Linked DNA regions of Rattus norvegicus: region 1 is linked to region 2. A link is a contact called in public Hi-C data. All regions are on one chromosome and are shown on one strand. Each heading gives the region's core, a stretch centred on a gene start, on an enhancer-like site or on the middle of the called end of the contact. The rest is flanking DNA. Distances are from core to core; before and after follow the strand shown.

Region 1 (6,249 bases), core at 145-2,644, 490 kb after region 2:
ATGGGTAAGAACAGTGTTCGGATGTGTATAAATGAAAAATTTAATAGATTTCCCTCTTAATGTAATAGAATTGGCATGTGGAGCTGGAGCAGGAGCGAGAGTAGTCGCTCAGGCATTGTGCTTACGTGATGTTTAAATAGAAGTGGCTGGGGTGTAAGTACCACTAAGTACACCTGAAAGGGACAGTGCTTCCTAATCATTGTCTCAACAATTGACAGTTGTTTACACAACAGCAGTACATTCACTGCTGATTTGAATAATAAACACGCTTAAATACCAGCTGGATAATAGAAGGGTAATTGAAACGTACTTTAGGGCTCTGATTCGCAGGCATTGTAGTCCCTCTTCCCTTCCCCCGGTACAATGCCACCCTTCCGTGCAGGCTCTAAAAGAAAAAAAAATTAAGGCATTGTTTCAAACATGGGGGTCTATTGAAGTTGATGAATACACACCGGGTGCATAGCCCTGCTCAAGCCATGCCTGGGCATACTTGAGACTACTGCTGTACAGTGGGTTTTATCAAAGCACTAGAGATCTATAATAGAGCTGTTGGGGAGGCCCGCCCTGCATTGTATCCACTAGGGCAGTAGATGGGACCCAGCTACTTCCCTACCCAACCAGAACACATCAATAGGGGTCGTGGCTCGTGGATGGAAAACAAGAGAATGGGCCTGGGGCATCTCTGGAATCGTGAAAGTAATCCTCGCTGTCGCACATCCCCAGGTCCTCTGAACCCATCAAGCCACCTTAGCTCAGGCCAGCTTTACCTCCTATTTGGCCTAAGGTTATAAGAGGCCAAACGTGGGCATCGCTCCAGGGGCCTCTCTGTTTCAACCTCCCAACACATGACCCTTTCTAAGGAGCGTCAGTGCCAGGAAGACCAATCAAGTTAGCTGGGTAGAGGGTTCCCAGCAGGACTTACACGCCATCACAGTCCTCAGAGCTGAGCATCCGAGGAAGAGGTGGAACCTGGCTCTTACTCGGGGTTCTTATTCATAGGGCTAAATTGGCAGGGTTTCCTTCACCAGCCCCAGTGCTGACAGGTGCGTTGATCCATCCAGTTACCACTGTAGATCTCTTCTGGAGAACTCACACTGACCATTCACAGCACTCTGTCTGCAAAGACCACCCCAGGGAAGAAAACGACCTGTCAAAAAGTTGCTTAACGAGCATAAAGTAAAAGCCGGTGTGGCAGATGGATTGCCCCGTCTACTCCAGGGAAAGCACTGCCTAGAAGTAACCACCCAGCACCAGGCCAGAGCTCTGTCATCACTGGTTCTCAGAACCACCACCCCCCCCCCCAGGAATTAAATTATTACGCCACCTTCAATACTAGGGACTGATCAAAGCCACAGAGCTGCTGAGTCACCGCACCAAAAAATCGGTTGTCACACTAGTTACTAAGTATCCTGCACATTAGTTACTAAGTATCCTATGAACCCTCAAGGGTTACCAGGTGTCTCTCTTTGTCAGGGATGGTTACCAGATGTTTCTCTTTCCCTCTTCCTGTCTCCCTCTCACTCCCTTCTACCTCTCTCGCTCTTTGTCTCTCCCTCTCTCTCTTTCTCTCCTCTGTCTCTCCTTGTCTCCCCTCCCTCACTCCCATCCCTGCTCCATCTCTCCCGACCTGAGCTGGAATAAAGCACATGTTTTATTTTCTGGTCCCCTTTTTGGTGAATCACCCCCCACATACACACACACACACACACACACACACACACACACACACACACACCACACTGGACAGGGTGACAGGGCCATTTGTGCCTCCTGTTAGACCTGGCCAATCCTCCAGATAATGTTGAGTGAGTGACTGGGGAATAGCAGAATGAACCAAAACTGGTTGCCATTTAATGCCTTTCTGAGACCCAGCCTAGCTAACTGAGACACTCACTGCACCTCCCACCAACGGTGAGGAAACGAAATGCTTCTTCAGTGAGTGGGCGCATCCAGCGTAACGGCTGCTCAAATTCAGTTTCCCTTACAATGACAGCTTGAGACTCCAAAGACTCACGCCCGGCATCCTCCACATGTGAAATCCACTTCCTTCACCTCCCACTTATCCAGTCAAAGCCTCCGGTGGACTAGAGATCTAATTTTGGTCTTCAATGCCCTGCTGGACAAGATGGTGTCTGCCAGCCATGGTCCCTGGCCATAGGCACTGCTGCAGTGGTAATTCTCAGAGCCCTGTAGTTCCAGGAACTAAAGAATAGACCACATGAATGAGGACAAACGCCAACAGCCTAGGGGATGGCCTGACCTAAGGAGATAGCCTCCCCCTATGCTTACTCCAGTGAAACCAAAGGCAAAAGCTGCAGGAAAAGAGAAGCAGAGGTCACCAGAGGGTGAAGCATCTGGACAGGCTTCAGTGCACAGAAGTAGGAATTGGAAGGGGAAGACTAAACAGTGGCAAAAGATCAAGAGGTCAAGAGCAAGAGCTTTGGCACCAGCTCTGGGTTCTAATCTCCACCGAGCCTTTGACTCGGCGTTTCCTCAGACTGCTCTAGCCTTCGCTGTCAGTGTGCTGTCCTGCTGGCAGACAGGGTATGGCTGTTGACTGCGCATGACATGCCAGTCAGTGTTCTCCTCCTGTAGGTTGATGTCATTATGCAGGTGGAGGCAGACAAGATAAAACGAGGCCTGTCATTGGATGAGAAGGAAGGGAGGCAGGAACAGAAGTTTTAGAAGGGAGGGAGAAGAGAGAGGAGGTGGAGCGAGGAGGAAGGAGCTGGGAGAACATGGTGACAGATGCTAAGATTCTTCTCTGCGCATAGATACAGCTTGTTATGACTATTTTAAAGGGATGGGTATGTACAGGACTTTGAGCGGTCTAGATGGGCAAATTATATCATATCAATTGGATCAGAGACTATTGTCTGGTGTGTTCTTTCATTGCGCGACTTAACTGAGTTCAAGGAAGCATGTGGTGGCGGGACGCATGGGGCCCGCTACAGAGTTGGGATGTGTATGCCTGGGGTGGTAACAACCCACCGAGGAAACTGAGTGAACAGCTCGCGGACCACCAGGGTCAGAGGGAGCCCGGGAAAGAAAGCACGGAGCAGTACGCGTGGGAACCGGTGACAAGGCACGCCTTTTTTATCCCCCCCCCCCCCCGCAACATCCTCCATTGTGCATGACATACCATCTACCTTCATAACAACACCATAAAACACTGTCACCAACTTCATTCTAAGTATGTTGTACCTGAGGCCGGTCACGTGGCAGGCAAGGCCAGGCATGGGACTCGCCTGTAGACCAGCGGACTCTAGAGCAGCAGGACTTGGCTTAGACTCCCAAGTACCCTCAGGTATCACCAATCCTCAGCCTACACTACTTCTGTGGACAGACTACGACTGACGCTCAATGGGTTCCAAATTGGATGCAACTCACATGTGACACAGAGCACATGAGTGAGTGTGGTAGGTGAAGTGGGCTTTGTAGAGTGAGGGAAGGGGGTAAGAAGCCCCGCCCACAGGCCAAGTGAGGTGGGGCGTACTCAAAGATGGTTTCCGCTGATCCCACCCAGGGGCCAGACTTCAAACTTTGAAGGTGACCTGTGGGGCCCTTGGTGGCTGTACTAATACATATATTTCTACTAATTTATGAAGTACCTGAAGCTAAACAATGGAATATATGTGAAGTAAAGGGGAGGCAGGGTTTAGAAGGGAGGAAGGAGGCCAGCAGGAGGGCATGCAGATGAGGAGGGGTGTGGGAAAGGGGACCCAGGACAGAACAGAAAGCGCCCTCCCAGGATCCATTACTCTGTATGCTAACTCAGAGAATCAATTTAGAAAAACCTACACATCACAGAGAATGTTTACCGTCGCAGAAGAGGTGGTATAAAGTATCTGAAATGACAGCAAATAGCACAACATTATAAATAAACACAACAGAAGAACTCGAGGGGAAGACTGAAAAGGGAGAAGCAGAGTATGTCGTGCGCTGAAGGGCAGGCTGCACCCTGGGCTGGAAAAGAGAAGGATGGCTCAAGTCAGTGCCTGGGGAGACTGGGACACAACAGGAAATCCAGACTACCAGAGGGGCCTGCGACCCAGAAAGAAGCCAACTGGGTGTCTGGAATGGACTGAGATGTGGGAGACAAGAGCAGAAAGACACGCTTGGCCTCTCAGTGGCGACTGGCCCATCCCCACTCTCCCTTAACGACCCAAATTTCCTATCCCAGTTTCTTAAACACTGAGAATGTATCGATAAACCCAGGAGTAGTGGAGGCTGATGGAAAACACCTGGTCAGTCAGGGGGCGGCGTGGAGTCTGAGATTCAAGATGCTGACCCGAAAAGGAAGCTTCACAGGTGCCATGACTTCCACAAACAGCCAGAGATGGCGGTCAGGACTTCCACTGCCTGGCACCACGAACAGACAGACGACCATCGACCATGGAGGACTTAGAAAGACAGCCATAATCCAAAAAAAAAAAAAAAAAAAAAGATGTTGCTTTACAATAAGACAGGAGGAAATTCTGGGACTGAACACACACACACACACACACACACACACACACACACACACACACACACACACACCATATGAAATGGGAAACAGTTTTGAATGTAAAACAGTGGACTCACTTAAAATCATTATATAAGGATATAAGACATCAGGGGAAACAGTGTAAAATTTTCAGCAGCATCAAGGAGAGTCCCCGAGAGTAGACACAGGGTATCTCTGCACTCAAGGACACAGGTTTGGGTTGATCCATCTCCTACAGAAGCAGCCATTGCAAAAAGGAGCGTTAAGGGGACAAGAACAATAGTGGGGACAATTAATGTGAACTCTTAGATCTACAAAGAATTAGTAAAAGTCCTAGAAGCTTTCATCAAGGGAAAAATGCCTACAAAAAAAAATAGAATTGTCATCAAGATCCCCAAGAGTAACACCCATGAGAGGAAATGCAGGAGAGGGTGCCTCTCAAAGTCCCAAAGGAAGCCAGGGACTCACGGCCCTGGATGTTTGACACGCGCGCCATCTCAGGTGTACTACAGCTCTGGGAGCGTCCCTCTCATATTGGATGCTAGGAAATTCCGGGAGGATCTGCTCCAGCAAGACAGAAGAGTGGCGCAGGAGAGTGAAAGCCTCAAGACATCCCAGAATAGTTGTGCAACGATCTGGAGAGCAACCACTTCTGGTTCAGCGCCAGACAAGAGGTCCATGATAAGTAAGAGACGCCACGAAGCCGATCTGTCCCTGAGACCTTGAAGAGATTTTTAGTACAACTTAAGCAGGAAGTATAGAGGAGCTCGAACCTTAGATCACGGCTCTACTCACTAATTACATGTTCCACTGTTGAAGAACTTACTAAATTCTACTTTTACCTTGTAGAGTTCCCTCAACCTGCTTTTTCTGGGTCTCTTTTAACTCCTATTTCTGATTTTTTTTTTTTTAGCTGAAATGCAACCTACTTATTTTCATTAATGTTTTATAAAGAGCTATCATTATATTATTATTATTATTATTGTTGTTGTTGTTGTTGTTGTTATTATATCTGATGCATGACCGTGTACTACTCCCATGCCTAATGTCTGTGTAGGTCAGAAGAAGGGGTGGGATCCCTGGAACTGAATGCAGTTACAGACAGTTGAGTGTCATGTAGGTGCTGGGAATCAAACTCAGGTCCTCTAGAAAAGTGTGCACTCATAACTTCTGAGACATCTCTGGAGCCCCTGTTTTCATTAATTTTTAATGATAAGAGAATTTAAGACAGCATATTTTTAATTCTGTTGCCATTTTCATTGCACCTAGAAAGTTCTGGAACTTTGGGCTCCTGCTGCCTGAGTCTTTCATTCTTCACTGTAGCTAACCGGCCATATTAATGCCCAAAGAAAATGGGCCCTCCCTTTCCCTAGAGTCTGTCAGAAGACGTCCAACCCCGAGGCCCCAGAGCAGAGTAGGCTGTTGGCATTGCTCTTGGTTGCACATCAGATCAGAGGTTAAGACCCTATTGCTGAAGGTACTACACATGTTTGGAACGGAGTTCAATGCTTTCTTCCTGCTGGCAAGCTTCTCGGTGCCAGGGGGTGCAGTGCAGGCTGGTGAGGATGGGATGATATCCCATCAGCAGTCTTAGACAGCTACGGACCCTTGTGCTGTACTCCCGCCAGGCAAGAGCGCCACCAGTGCGGTATTGGCTCTACTGGGGAAACTGCTGCTGTTGGACATGAAGGGCCCATCGAACTGCCTTCTAAACATTTATGTTAGGCCATAGATTAGCACTGCTCTCAGCTTTAGTTGGA
Region 2 (6,220 bases), core at 3,329-5,828:
TCTAGCTACAGTAGTCATTTCTCCAGGCCCTTGTCAAATCTGGATAACAATGTTTCCTACTTCTCCAATCTCATTGGCCAAAAGCTACATTGTGCTATATAATTTGTGCTTTCCTGTTTATCAGTGAAGGGAAGCGTATTTCCCAGTGTGCTTTGGCCATTTTCCTTTCTTCTCTGGTGCTATGACCATTCGTACCTTTTGTCATTTAACCATCATGGGATCCTACTTTAATTAACTTACAGATGGCTTTATATAAGATTAATAGTCTGTACGCATGTAAAATTCGTTTTCTTCCATCTCTGATTGCTCCATACTTCTGTTGCTTTTGTTGAATGTGGTGGTTTGAATAGGAATGGCCTCATAGATTCATGTATGTGAATGCTTGGTCATAGGAAGTGGCACTATTAGGAGGTGTGACCTTGTTGAAGGAAGTGTGTCGCTGTGGGGGTGGGCTTTGAAGTCTCTTATATGCTCAGGCCATGCCTAGTGTGGCACACAGTCTCTTCCTTGCTGCCCTCAGATCAAGATATAGAACTCTCAGCTCTTTCTCCAGCACCATGTCTGTCTGAATGCTGCCATGATGATAATGGACTGAACCTCTGAAACTGTAAGACAGACCCAATTAAATGTTTTTCTTTATAAGAGTTGCCTTGGTCATGGTGTCTCTTCACAGAAATAGAACCCTGACTAAGATACTGAGATATAACTTTTTTGTGTAACTTTGGTGGCCTATCTTCATCCTCAGTTTGGATTTAGAAACACCTGGGAGACATACTTCCTGGCATGTCTGGGAAGACTTTTCCAGAGAGTTTGAACTGCAGAGGGAAGATCTGTGGCAGGACCCCACAGACAGGGGTCCTGAAGTACGTGTAAATGGGAGAATCAGGGGCATACTGCTCTTTGTCTGTCTGCCTCAGACTCCAGGGTCACCGGTATGGTCACCCCTCCCCCGCCATGATGGGTAGTAGGTACCCTCACACCATCCTTCCTTCAGTTTCTTTTTGCCACAGCTATGAAAAAAGTAAACAGGGCAGCAACACTCTCATGTTACTACTGTTTATGGCTTCTAGAATTTGTCATGTTTAGAATGTCTTCCAAACTACATATTAAATCAGTTTTCCAGTTGTGCATGTGCGCATGCGTGCGTGTGTGTGTGTGTTCAATCATGTGAGCATGTGTACATTCCAACCTTTTATCAAGAGTTTAGTTTTATACATGTCATGCAGGGGGATATAACTTTTGAGTTTTTAATTGATTTTCTTGTTGTTGCTAGTGGTTTTTGTTCTTTGAGGGTCTCACTGTGTAGCCTGGGCCAAGCACAGACTCAGTCCTGTTGTCTAAGGCTACAAAGCCCTAAGACTAAGGTTGGGCCACTAAGCTTAGCAACCTTCTCTGTCTCCTTAGCAGATTTACCTCGTGTTCTTTGTTAAGTGGTTCATCTTCTTCCCCTGACCTGGAAGTGGTCTTTAGCACTGGTTACATTTCTTTGTTCATCTGTTCCTTTCCTAGGTTTTCAAGTTTACTTCTAAAATGTTTTCCCCAGCCTTTATATTAATAATTACTGTCCCTTTATATTTTTGTAGATACTTAGGAGAAAATGGTAGGAGAAAGAGATCAAAATGTACATTGAAAATGTTTTCTTCTGTGTGCCGGCCTCTAAGATTTTGAGCATCAGACAATTGTACTGAACTTACATGACCATCATTTCAATAAGATGTAGTAGTTTAATTCTAATAGTTCACTAGCTGATATGCTCCATCCAACATTGCACTGGCTTTCCATGAAAGACCTTTTCTCTTCTTGGTAAATTTTAGAGTGATTTGTGGAGTTCCATGAACCAGTCTCTGAAATTTGATTGAGGTTGTATTAATTTATACAGCAATTTTATTGCATTAATTTTCAAGGTAATGTAATAGAATAAATTAGAGAAGATAAATATACTTATCATTTTGGGTCTTCCCCATTCAAAGTTACCTTACCTTGATGTGGCCTAGTTTCCTTTTTTTAAAATGAAAATGAGAGTGTAATTTAAACTACCTATAACAGCTCTGAGGAAAACAAAGAAATAGTTTACCTTAAAGTAACTTAGACAACTTGGTCATTGAAAGAATGTAATACGGTGGTTAATGTTGTTACCAATTGTGCACATGTTTCTAGATATTTCCTTGTATCTTTACAACAGGGTTTTAGAGCTTCAGTCTTAGTATTTATAATGTCTGATTCCTATTTAATTTCCACTGCATATTCCAGTTGTTCACTGCTAGCACATAGGAAAAGTATACATTAAATATCTGAATATTAATTACGTTGTAGGATCTGTTCTCATTTTTTTCCTGTGTTCTCAATGTGGTGTTACTGGAAAGCACCAAGGTTGGAAGATTAGAAGCCAGATTCAGAAAATATAAGTATGTCATTTCTTTACAAGGTTGATGCATCAGTTTTCCAACATCAAACATACATACATACATGTATATGTATGTATATATGTGTGTATATTTATTTATATATATATTTGTGTATTTTATATATATTTGTGTACACACACACACACACACACACACACACACACACATTCTCAATGTTGTATTATACTTGTCTTCCCTAGCTGGAGCACATGGAGTATTGCACTGCATTGGCTATAGGGTACCCACTGCCATCAGTATCTTTGAACATTGTCTTTGACCATCTTTACTTGTGATAGTTTGTGTGATAAATGTTCCCCATACTCTTGGACTTTTGAACACTTGGTCCTCAACTGATGGAGTTGTTTGGGTAGGTTTGGGGGTGTGGTCTTGCCAGAGGAAGTATGCTGTTGGTGTGTTCTTAGAGGTTTCAAAGTCGCACACAATTCCCAGTGCACTATCTCTGCTTTCTGGTAGTGGTTCAAGATGTGAGCCCCCAGCCGCCCCAGCTGCCATGCCTTTCATTTCTCCATGGTGATGGTGACTGACTCTTATTACCCTAGAACATTTCTTTAACCAATTGCCTTGGGGATGATATTTTGTCAGAGTCACAGAGAAGTAACAAATACAATGTTGTACACAATCATTTTATCTGAGGTCAGGGAGCAAGTCGTTTGGAGGGACCTTTGAGAGCTGAGTATGTTTAAGAAGAGGACACAGCTTGATGGGTCCCAGTCATTGTTGTGATGTTCCAGAGAGGATGTGACTGAAATCCATCAGAATTCACTAAGAGATGTTGGAGGCATAACTCCCAGTAGATGATACCAGCATGACTGTGAGTCTAAAGGAGTATCTTGTCTCCTTTGTCAACCTATCCAGATCTGTTGGTCTGCTGGATAACTTGGTTATAAATTTATGTTCAGAAGAAACATATAATCGTTGCTATTACTACCAGATTGTTTTTGAAGCCTCACCAAGCAAGGCCTCTTCATGGAGATTTCTTGATTTTCTTTTATGGCCCCTCTCTCTTACCTTTCTCCTGTTTGAGCCTCTCTCTCTCTCTCTCTCTCTCTCTCTCTCTCTCTCTCTCTCTCTCTCTCCTGTCTGTGTTTCTCCCTCTTCTTTTCCCCCCTCCCTCCCTCCTCCTCCCTTCCCCCCCCCCTCTGGGAAGCACTCCATGACCTCAGATTGATTTGTAAATTTATATTTTTTTCGGTGTGTGGGGCTCTTGGGTTCAGTGCTGCTGTGCTGGGTACTGCTGAGGCTTTCCTTGGCTCATCCTTGTAGAGATGACACCCCCTCCAGTGTGACTTGGCTCGGTTCCGCTGAGTCAAATGTATGCAGCACAGAAAGGGGATACGCCAGCAGCTGGAGTGGCTGAGCGGAAGGAAGGAGGTTAAAAGGTATTAATCCCATTTGAAACAGCAGGCCGACTGCTTTCGGATACAATGCCATGTTTAATCCCCCTAACAATCTTGCAAGAAGAGCCGCCATTGCTTGCACAGACAAAGTTACGGTAGCTCAAGGAGGCCGGCGTTCGATCCATGACTGTTCACTACAAAGTCCATGGCTGGGCCAACAGTGCCATCTCATTTTGACTCCCAGCTGAAGCTATCAGAGATGTTAGGCCTCCCAGGAATCCTGCAGATAAGAACTGGGTCACATGGGGACCAAAAGTGAGCTTCCACGAGCTGAATGAGCCACATGGCCGTGCGGTCTTTGCAGGTAAAAAGTATTCCATCAAGATTTTACCCTGTGGATGAGTCAAGTTGTTCCCAGGAGAGAGAGAAGCCCTGGTCAACAGACAAACTCCAAATCTACTTCCTGGTCAGCACACTTTCCGGACTGACTCTTCCAGTTTTGCTTAGTGAGTTAAGATCATATGAACCAGGCTGAGGATACTGTAGGCAGACAGAATTAGCAAAAATTCTTTCCCACAATACAGCCCTCCATTCTTCTAACATACCTCAAGTGCATGCCCTCGGCCAGCACAGATCTGCTGAGAGGAAGATTAACAATGATGACAAGAATAGTCCCTGACTTGATAAAACAAATATCAACTGGGTCAGGGGACAGGAATTGCCTGTAAGTGACCTTGGGTTCAGTGTGTTCCTCATTAGTGGGGATTGCACCATCTTAAGTATTTCAGTGCATGCTGACTCTGAAGTTAGACATTAGACCACTGCCCTTGAACTCAGTCAATATTTGCAGAAGGTGGGGAGGGGCACAGGCTGCAGAGCCACAGAGAGGGAAACGGAAGATATTTGGGGATAAAGTCTGACTTTCCATCTGTTGATGTTCTAGAAAGAGTCTTTGGAGTTACGTGTTCTCTGTGAGGCTGGGTGTGTGATAAGGACAAAGGTGGCTGGTAAGTTTTTCACTGAATAAAACACAACTCTGCTTTAGTCCAAACTCCCCAGTCTCCTCGCAAGATAAGGATGAGCTCACTGAACGGATCCCATCTCTGGATCAGCAAACAGTCCGTGTGGGTCAAATTCCAGCCCCAGCTCTGGGCTCCTGCTCTTTGGGGCCTCATCGATTTCCCTTTCCTGAGGCTTTGGGGTGAGAGGTCAGGGAAGGTAGGAGTGTGGGCGGTTAGATTTCCTGTCTTCCAGTCATGGAGTCTCTGATGGGGAAGCATTCAGTTTCATTAAGCTCAAAGGAGGTTCTAACTACACACTGTCTTCTTCTTCATTGCCTGGTCTCCTGTGTGGCCATCCACCCAAATGCGAGGAAAATTATGTATTATCATATATATACATGTATGTGTGTATGTATATAATATATATATTTTTTTCTGTTCTGGGGATAGGGCCCAGTGTCTTGTGCATGGTAAGTAAGTGTTCAACTACTGAACTACAGCCCCAGACCTTGCCCCATTTATTTTGTAAGTTTGTTTCTTTTCTGATCATGTACCCTTGAACTCTGGTCTAGTTTAAGTAAACCTCCCTCCTGGTATAATGTCTCCCTTATCTGTGCTTGAAAACCATTATTCTACAGGCCAACCCAAAACCTAAAAGCAGCATATATACATGCATATGTGTGTGTATGTGTACATATGTGCACATGTGTGCATATGTGTGTATAAGTATATGTATGTGTATATGTGTATACATGTGTATGTATATTTGAATGTGTGTATGCATGTATATGTGTGTAAGCATGTATATCTGTATATGTATGTATGTGTATACAAGTATGTGTATCATGTAAATATATATGTGTGTGTATATGTCAGTATGTATCAATGTGTATGTGTGCCTGTATATGTGTATATATATGAATGCCTGTGTGTTAATGTGTATATGTCTATTTGTATGTGTGCATATGAATGTGTATATATGTATGTGTCTCCTGATATGGTATTTGGACATGTAGATATGTGTTATGTGTATGTGTGTGTACACGTGTCTCTTCCATTTCTGACATACCTGCACACACACCATGGGAGGATAGGGTACATACCCATTCTGTATTCCCTGCATGGGTTGTGACCAGGAACTCCAAAGAGGCTCCTTTGGGCTGTTAAATTGAGGAGAGAAAAGAAAAAAGGCTGCAAGGGTGGTGGCATTGAAACACATGACACAATTTGGGGTAAGTATGCCTCTGTTCTTCATTGTGAGCAGTGACTTCCCTCTCTGACTTCCTTTCCTTCAACTGGATGTTGAACACAGGTTACTCCAGGTACATCCTACTGCACATTTTACTCATTCCTAGGCTCAAGGATGACATGATGTCAAACATGGGGGAAAATGATGACTCAGAAAGATGAGAAACAGTGGCGGGGCTTCTGCTACAGGGCTGAGCTTATAGCCCCA

What was found. Hi-C and Micro-C count contacts between places; a contact is called where the count stands out from the background.
Region 1: a Hi-C map of liver shows a contact between it and region 2, with 6 times the contacts expected there. The contact joins two enhancer-like sites. A contact is called at or near these places in 2 of 12 Hi-C or Micro-C datasets (both in liver).

The regions. Positions count from the first base shown.
Region 1 is chr13:104,671,982-104,678,230 of GRCr8, forward strand. No RefSeq gene overlaps it. Among named protein-coding and RNA genes, the nearest start is that of Rps6kc1, 350 kb to the right of the region's middle. Within about 2 kb of position 1,395, at least 6 of the 93 cell types and tissues checked have an H3K27ac peak or open chromatin away from gene starts, as enhancers often do. A contact at or near this core is called in liver, where this site is marked.
Region 2 is chr13:104,180,958-104,187,177 of GRCr8, forward strand. LOC134481544 (a long non-coding RNA gene) reads left to right here. Exons shown (of 5, transcript XR_010057141.1): 5 at 1-2,305. Among named protein-coding and RNA genes, the nearest start is that of Prox1, 67 kb to the right of the region's middle. Within about 2 kb of position 4,579, at least 2 of the 93 cell types and tissues checked have an H3K27ac peak or open chromatin away from gene starts, as enhancers often do. A contact at or near this core is called in liver, where this site is marked.